Linked DNA regions of Mus musculus: region 2 is linked to region 1. A link is a contact called in public Hi-C data. All regions are on one chromosome and are shown on one strand. Each heading gives the region's core, a stretch centred on a gene start, on an enhancer-like site or on the middle of the called end of the contact. The rest is flanking DNA. Distances are from core to core; before and after follow the strand shown.

Evidence for each region. Hi-C and Micro-C count contacts between places; a contact is called where the count stands out from the background.
Region 2: a Hi-C map of rod photoreceptor shows a contact between it and region 1, with 2.8 times the contacts expected there. The contact joins two enhancer-like sites. A contact is called at or near these places in 16 of 484 Hi-C or Micro-C datasets (the G1E-ER4 cell line, the HPC-7 cell line, embryonic stem cells and 4 more).

The regions. Positions count from the first base shown.
Region 1 is chr2:27,929,763-27,932,462 of GRCm38.p6, forward strand. The region is part of intron 4 of Col5a1 (collagen, type V, alpha 1); the gene reads left to right. Among named protein-coding and RNA genes, the nearest start is that of Col5a1, 45 kb to the left of the region's middle. Within about 2 kb of position 1,424, at least 37 of the 459 cell types and tissues checked have an H3K27ac peak or open chromatin away from gene starts, as enhancers often do. A contact at or near this core is called in rod photoreceptor, where this site is marked.
Region 2 is chr2:28,117,668-28,120,438 of GRCm38.p6, forward strand. The region is part of intron 3 of F730016J06Rik (a long non-coding RNA gene); the gene reads left to right. Among named protein-coding and RNA genes, the nearest start is that of F730016J06Rik, 24 kb to the left of the region's middle. Within about 2 kb of position 1,279, at least 17 of the 459 cell types and tissues checked have an H3K27ac peak or open chromatin away from gene starts, as enhancers often do. A contact at or near this core is called in rod photoreceptor, where this site is marked.

The DNA of each region.
Region 1 (2,700 bases), core at 174-2,673:
AGCAACCCAGTAGTTGTCTCCTGGGTGCCACATTGGGATAGAGACAGGGCTTTGGCAAGCTTGCTCTGACTGGCACCTTCTTATGGGTAAGGGTTCTACTGAGGAGAGCCAGCTTCCTCTGAGTGGTACTTGCAGGGCAGAACTGGGCCACTCCTGGGATAACTGGGAGGGAACCAAATGACTCGGGGTGTGTGTGTGTGTGTGTGTGTGTGTGTGTGTGTTTGTGTGTGTTTGTGTGTGTTTGTGTGTGTGTTTGTGTGTGTGTGTGTGTGTGTGTGTGTGTGTTCAATGATCCAGCAGCTGAGCCTGCTTCTCTGGGAAATTCCCCAGAGACAAGAGCAGAAAACAGAGAAGGGGCTTGAGCCTGCATTTCAGTCTAGAGTCTTCTGGATTCCTGTTGGGCATAGAAGCATTTTGGGAACTGTCTTTGCTTCAGGAAGAAGGTTGAGAGCCCGTGCAGGTGTCTGGTGGCCCTGGAGGCCACCTGAAACCAGATGCACTGGAACAGGCATCTCTGAGGTCTGTGTCCCAAGCGCATCTGGAGCCTGAGACCATGGACTTGGGCTGGGACACTTGGCCTGGTTTCTTTTCTTTGACATACTTTGGACTTTGTGGGAAGTTTGGGAGCTGAGGGCCCCTGGCTGAAGAAGTTTGGTAATCACCCAGAGAATGGTCTCCGAGGGTGATCTTGGTTCTTAGATATCTCCCTCCAGGGGTTGGACAGGACAGAATGGGGGTCGTGCTCTCCTCAGTCTCTAAATACCATGTGAATGCTATTTCCTCCTTGTGCTGGCTCACCACCAGGTGCAGTTGCCACCTGTGTCTGATGAGGCCTGCTGATGCTCTCACCGCTGTGGTGGAGGTTCTGGGCCATGTCCTCCCAGTGACTCAGGCCCAGCAGGCTGGATGCCATGTCGAACCGACCTTAGTGCTCTGCTGGTACTTTGTGACTGATGTGGAATTGCAATGCTATACATGGATCTGTGGCAAAAGTGACATGTAGCTGAGTGTGCCAAGGAGTGAGTGCCTGATGGGTGTGAACCACACTCATTGTGGAGGTTGGGCCAAGGTCAGCTAGGGTGAGGTTGGGCTAGAATCTGCAGTCAATAGCTGAGGAGAGTCCAGAGCAGCCAGCTGCCTCATGTGGAAATGGGGTCAGTCTCCAGAAGGTGAGAGCGGTGGGTGAATGGGTCTGCTGGACTCATAGTCCAGGCCTTCTGCCAGGTGGGACAGGCACATGGGAACAGGCAGTACTGGATCCTGTAAGCTATGGGGCTGCCCTCTGGGCAAGCTTCTGACTAGATGTGCCCAGAAATCTGGGATGAACAGGGGTGTGGCTGAGTGTCCTCAGCTAGACAGGTACCTGCTGGGTCTTGTGGGAAGCTAGTGCTTACAGCTTGCCCAGGGGTCAAGTACTGCTTTTACGGATTACCTTGTGGGAGGATCTAGGTAAAAGCTAAGATGCTGGGAAGTGCCAGGGCTGCCCTGAAGAGTGGGCATAAGAGGGTACTAGAGGAGCCGGAGAGAGAACTCTTAGCCAGGAGAGCGAGGGTGGCCCCTGCTGTCCACTCTCTGGTGACCAAAATCTTAAAGGCAGGCATACAAGGACATCCCAGAGCTAAGCAAAACATCCGGTCTGACTGAATTTGCTGTGTACTAGCAGTGTCGGGCTGTGCTTGTCATTTCTACAGGCTGTGCCAACATGCCTTTTATCATCAAGTTTCTGGAAACGCTTTGCATTTTTAAAAAAAGCATCTGTGTATTTTTCTCTGTATGTATATGTGTGTTTATTTCTGTGTCTGTGTGTGCTTCTCTGTGTGTATGTGTCTCTATATGTGTGTGTTTCTCTGTGTGTGTGTGTGTGTGTGTGTGGTCTATGCACATGCATGTGCATGCATGTGTGCATCTGAAGGCCAGCAGTCAATGCCAAATGGCTCCCTCACCTTCCACCTTGTTTCTGGAGACTAGATTTCACTGAGCCTGACTCTCACTGACTTAGTGCACGCATGCACACACACACACACACACACACACACACACACACACACACACTCACTCACTCAGGAATCAGTCCACAGAAGACATACACATGTGTGATCCACAGCAGGCCCTCGGTAATGGTTACCAATTTGTGTTGAGAATGAAGACAGGCCCCAGTCTTTAAACACGTTTGGACACTGGCTGCAGAGTCCAGCTTTGCCCCTTTGGCTTTCTCTTGCCATGCACAGGGTGGTTCTCACCCTGCAACTGATGTCTGGCAACTCTGTTAGAACAGCAGGGTGCAATGCATGCACAGTTCTGAGTTGCTGGTGAGCTCTTTCCTCCTGCCTTGGAATTTGATTTGAGGGGGAGCGGCTGCCAGAAGCCAGGGATTTTTGTTGACCACAAGTTGTTAATGGTCTGAGGTCTGTGTTTTCCCAGCCCCAGGGTTTCCTGGCTGTTAGCTGTGCTCACGGTGGGAAATTGGACCTGTCTTCCTTAATGAAGACCAGCTAGGGCAGCAAGGCGGAGGGTGGCCAGTAGGGACTTTTTCTACTCTTTGCTTCTCACAGTGCAATGGCAGAGGAGGGGGGCTGGTCTCAGCTTCTATGTGTCTCCTTGCAAGTGAATTTTTAATCCCTTTTGGAATCGAAGGTATTTAACTCTCTGCTTTCCAGGTTTCAGATAATGGTGTCCGCTGCTTTCTTCATTTTCATTGCC
Region 2 (2,771 bases), core at 29-2,528, 190 kb after region 1:
ACTGGTCCATGATGCCCAGTGTGCTATCTAACACCCTGAGCCTCCATCAGTCTGCTTCTGTAATGAAGTGGCATTAAACCACACACAGTATCTGTCTTATTAAATTAAATCAAGTTCCTTGTGGAGAAGTTGAACTCAGCTGAGCTCTCGGCAGCTGTGCACAGGTTCTTGAACACTTGGGCAGTATGAAATGCTCCTGCCTGGCCTCTGTGACCCCCAAACGCACCTTGTGTGCAACCAGAACGACCTGCCCCACCCCCGGCCTTCCCTAGCCCCACTGCCAGAGAACAGGCTGTGCTCTTCTGGAGTAGCGCTGATATTGACTTAGAGGGGCAGGGGTGGAATCGTTTATCATTCAATTAACAGTGTCAGCAGAGCCATTATTTAAATGACCAGCTGCATGTGTGATCAATCTTTAATGAAACAATAATGTGCTTCCCAGTTAGTGTGTGCCAGCTGCCCCGAAACCCTCCTTGGTATGAATAATAAATGTAATGGTCTCTGCCGGCGGCTGTTGGTGGGATGATCCCTGCAAGAGCATTCAGAAGAGATCAGTGGTGCTGGAGAGGAGGGGCTGCTAACATGCACAGCACAGAGTCTGCTCCAGCACCACACTCTGCAGCATCACCAGACAGGGACAGGATTCACTTTCAGGTAGGCATGGTGGCTAAGGGAGGGAAGAGGCACGTGAGAGCCTCTTACTCTGGAACTCCGCAGGCAGGGACTCTAACTTCAGCCTCATCTCCCCATGTGGTCTTGGTTGATATTCTCCCCATCGCCAGCCCCCACTTTCCCCACCTGAAGGGAAGAAGTCCAGCAGGTTGGGTTCCCAGGGGCTATTTTATGTTTGTAATTCAGCATGTGGGTTACTAGAAAATAAAAGTGAGCAGGGAGTGGGCAGCTGCCGGTAGATGCCTGGGGACCTCCACCTGAGTGCCTTCGCCATCTTCCTTGCTCCACCTGTGAGCACACATGTGCTGGATGGACATCTGGCAGGCTGCCAGGCAGAGCCAGTTACCACTTGGTAGGACAGCACCCGGTGGGGATCCACTCCCCACTCCCTTCATCCAAGGCTCCCTCGCTTCTCTCCTGGGACTCCAGGAGAATCTCTCTGCCTCATCCTGCAAATGAACTCATTATAGTCTATTTTCCAAAACAAACCTTTCATAAATAATCAGGTCAACTTTGCCACATTTGCTCAGATGCTGTCAGCTTTTATAAGCCTTACTTATCACCATGGTAATTAAATAGCTAATTGTGAGGCTCGCTTATGCCTGGCTCACCTCGGAGGACTGGGGTTCTGTCTGTCTTCACAGCCCCACCTCCTCATGCCCAAGCCAGTACTAGGCATGTTGACATTGTAGAAATAAATATTTGTTGAATAAATATTTCTAGTAAAACCTTTATTGGTTAAAGCAGAAAAAAATTAAAGCAGCTTTCAGCTGAGATAGAGCACCCATAGCCAGAGCCTCTCTCTCCAGAGACAACTTTAAATAACATGGAAAAAAGAGAGAGAAAGCTGGGCAAAACAGATCTAGCAGTAGCCTGCCAGTTGGATAAGAAGCAGAAGACCTGACCAAAGCTTTGCTTTCTGCCTGGAGAAGGGGAGCCCTGTATCCCCGCTCCAAAGCACAGGAAGCAGCTGAGGGTCCGGGAGGACTAAGAAGCTGGAGTCCCTGAAACAGATTACCCAGGAGGCAGTGGGGTCTGGGGTGATGGCTCAACAAGTAAGCACTCATGCACAGGCGTGAGAACCCTCAGTGGCTGCATGAAATGCCAGGGGTGGCCATGCAAGTCTGTAAGCTTAGCAGTGAAGGGCGGGAGGGGACACAAAGATGGAAGGATCGTTGGAGCTTGTTGGCCTCCAGCTTAGGGGACAAAAAGTCCCAAGCTCTTAGGATGAGTCTAGGTTGATCCTGTCTCAAGGGCAACAGAGGAAGACACTAGAAGTCCAGTTCTAGGCTCCCACGTACACCCATGAAATCAGAAGAGACCATTCTCCTGCTTGATTCAGAGTTTCCTATGAATCAGCAAGAATGTGTGCTCAGGCTGCCGAGGCCAAGGGGAAATCAGTCAAAAGGAAGAAACGTGGCTGGTCGCCTGAACCAGAGAGTGAGTCCATAGGCTACAGGGCACCCGGGGCAATCATGGGAGGACATCTCCAGGGTCAGAACCATTGACTCTATACTGCACATTGTCCTAGGTTCATCTGAGAAACAAGGAAACCATGAACAGTGGAGACCCAGCTCGTGAGGGTTTGGAGGGAGGAATAACTGTTGGGAACTTGACTAGAACCATTAGCGTGAAATTTTGGCCAAGAACCTGGCTTCATTCTGCCTGCGTCTCAAGAACTTATGTGAAGCTAAATTGAGACATGATAGACCATTTTGTTTAACAGGAAACTAGGGGACCAGGGAGTGTTCAGGCTGGTATGGAAAAGCAGCTGTGACTGTCTCCCCACTGCTGAAGAGCGCCTCATACACTGCACTGGAACAGTAGAGAAGGCAGACCTACACCCCCCCCCCCCGCCCCCAGGCTTCGTCTGTGAAGAATCATGAGAAAGCCTAACCTGAAGGGTTTCTCTACCCCTCACCCAGTTGTTTCCAGGGGTTGTCAGCTGCCTGCAGAACTTGGCAATGACATCCAGGTGGCATTGGTTTTGAAGACGTGAGAGATGCAAGACTGAGGGAGGCATGGAGACTAGCTGAAGACAAGCAATGTGTAGCGAGACCAGAGTTCCCGCACAGATGCCCTGAGTGCAAAGGAACACC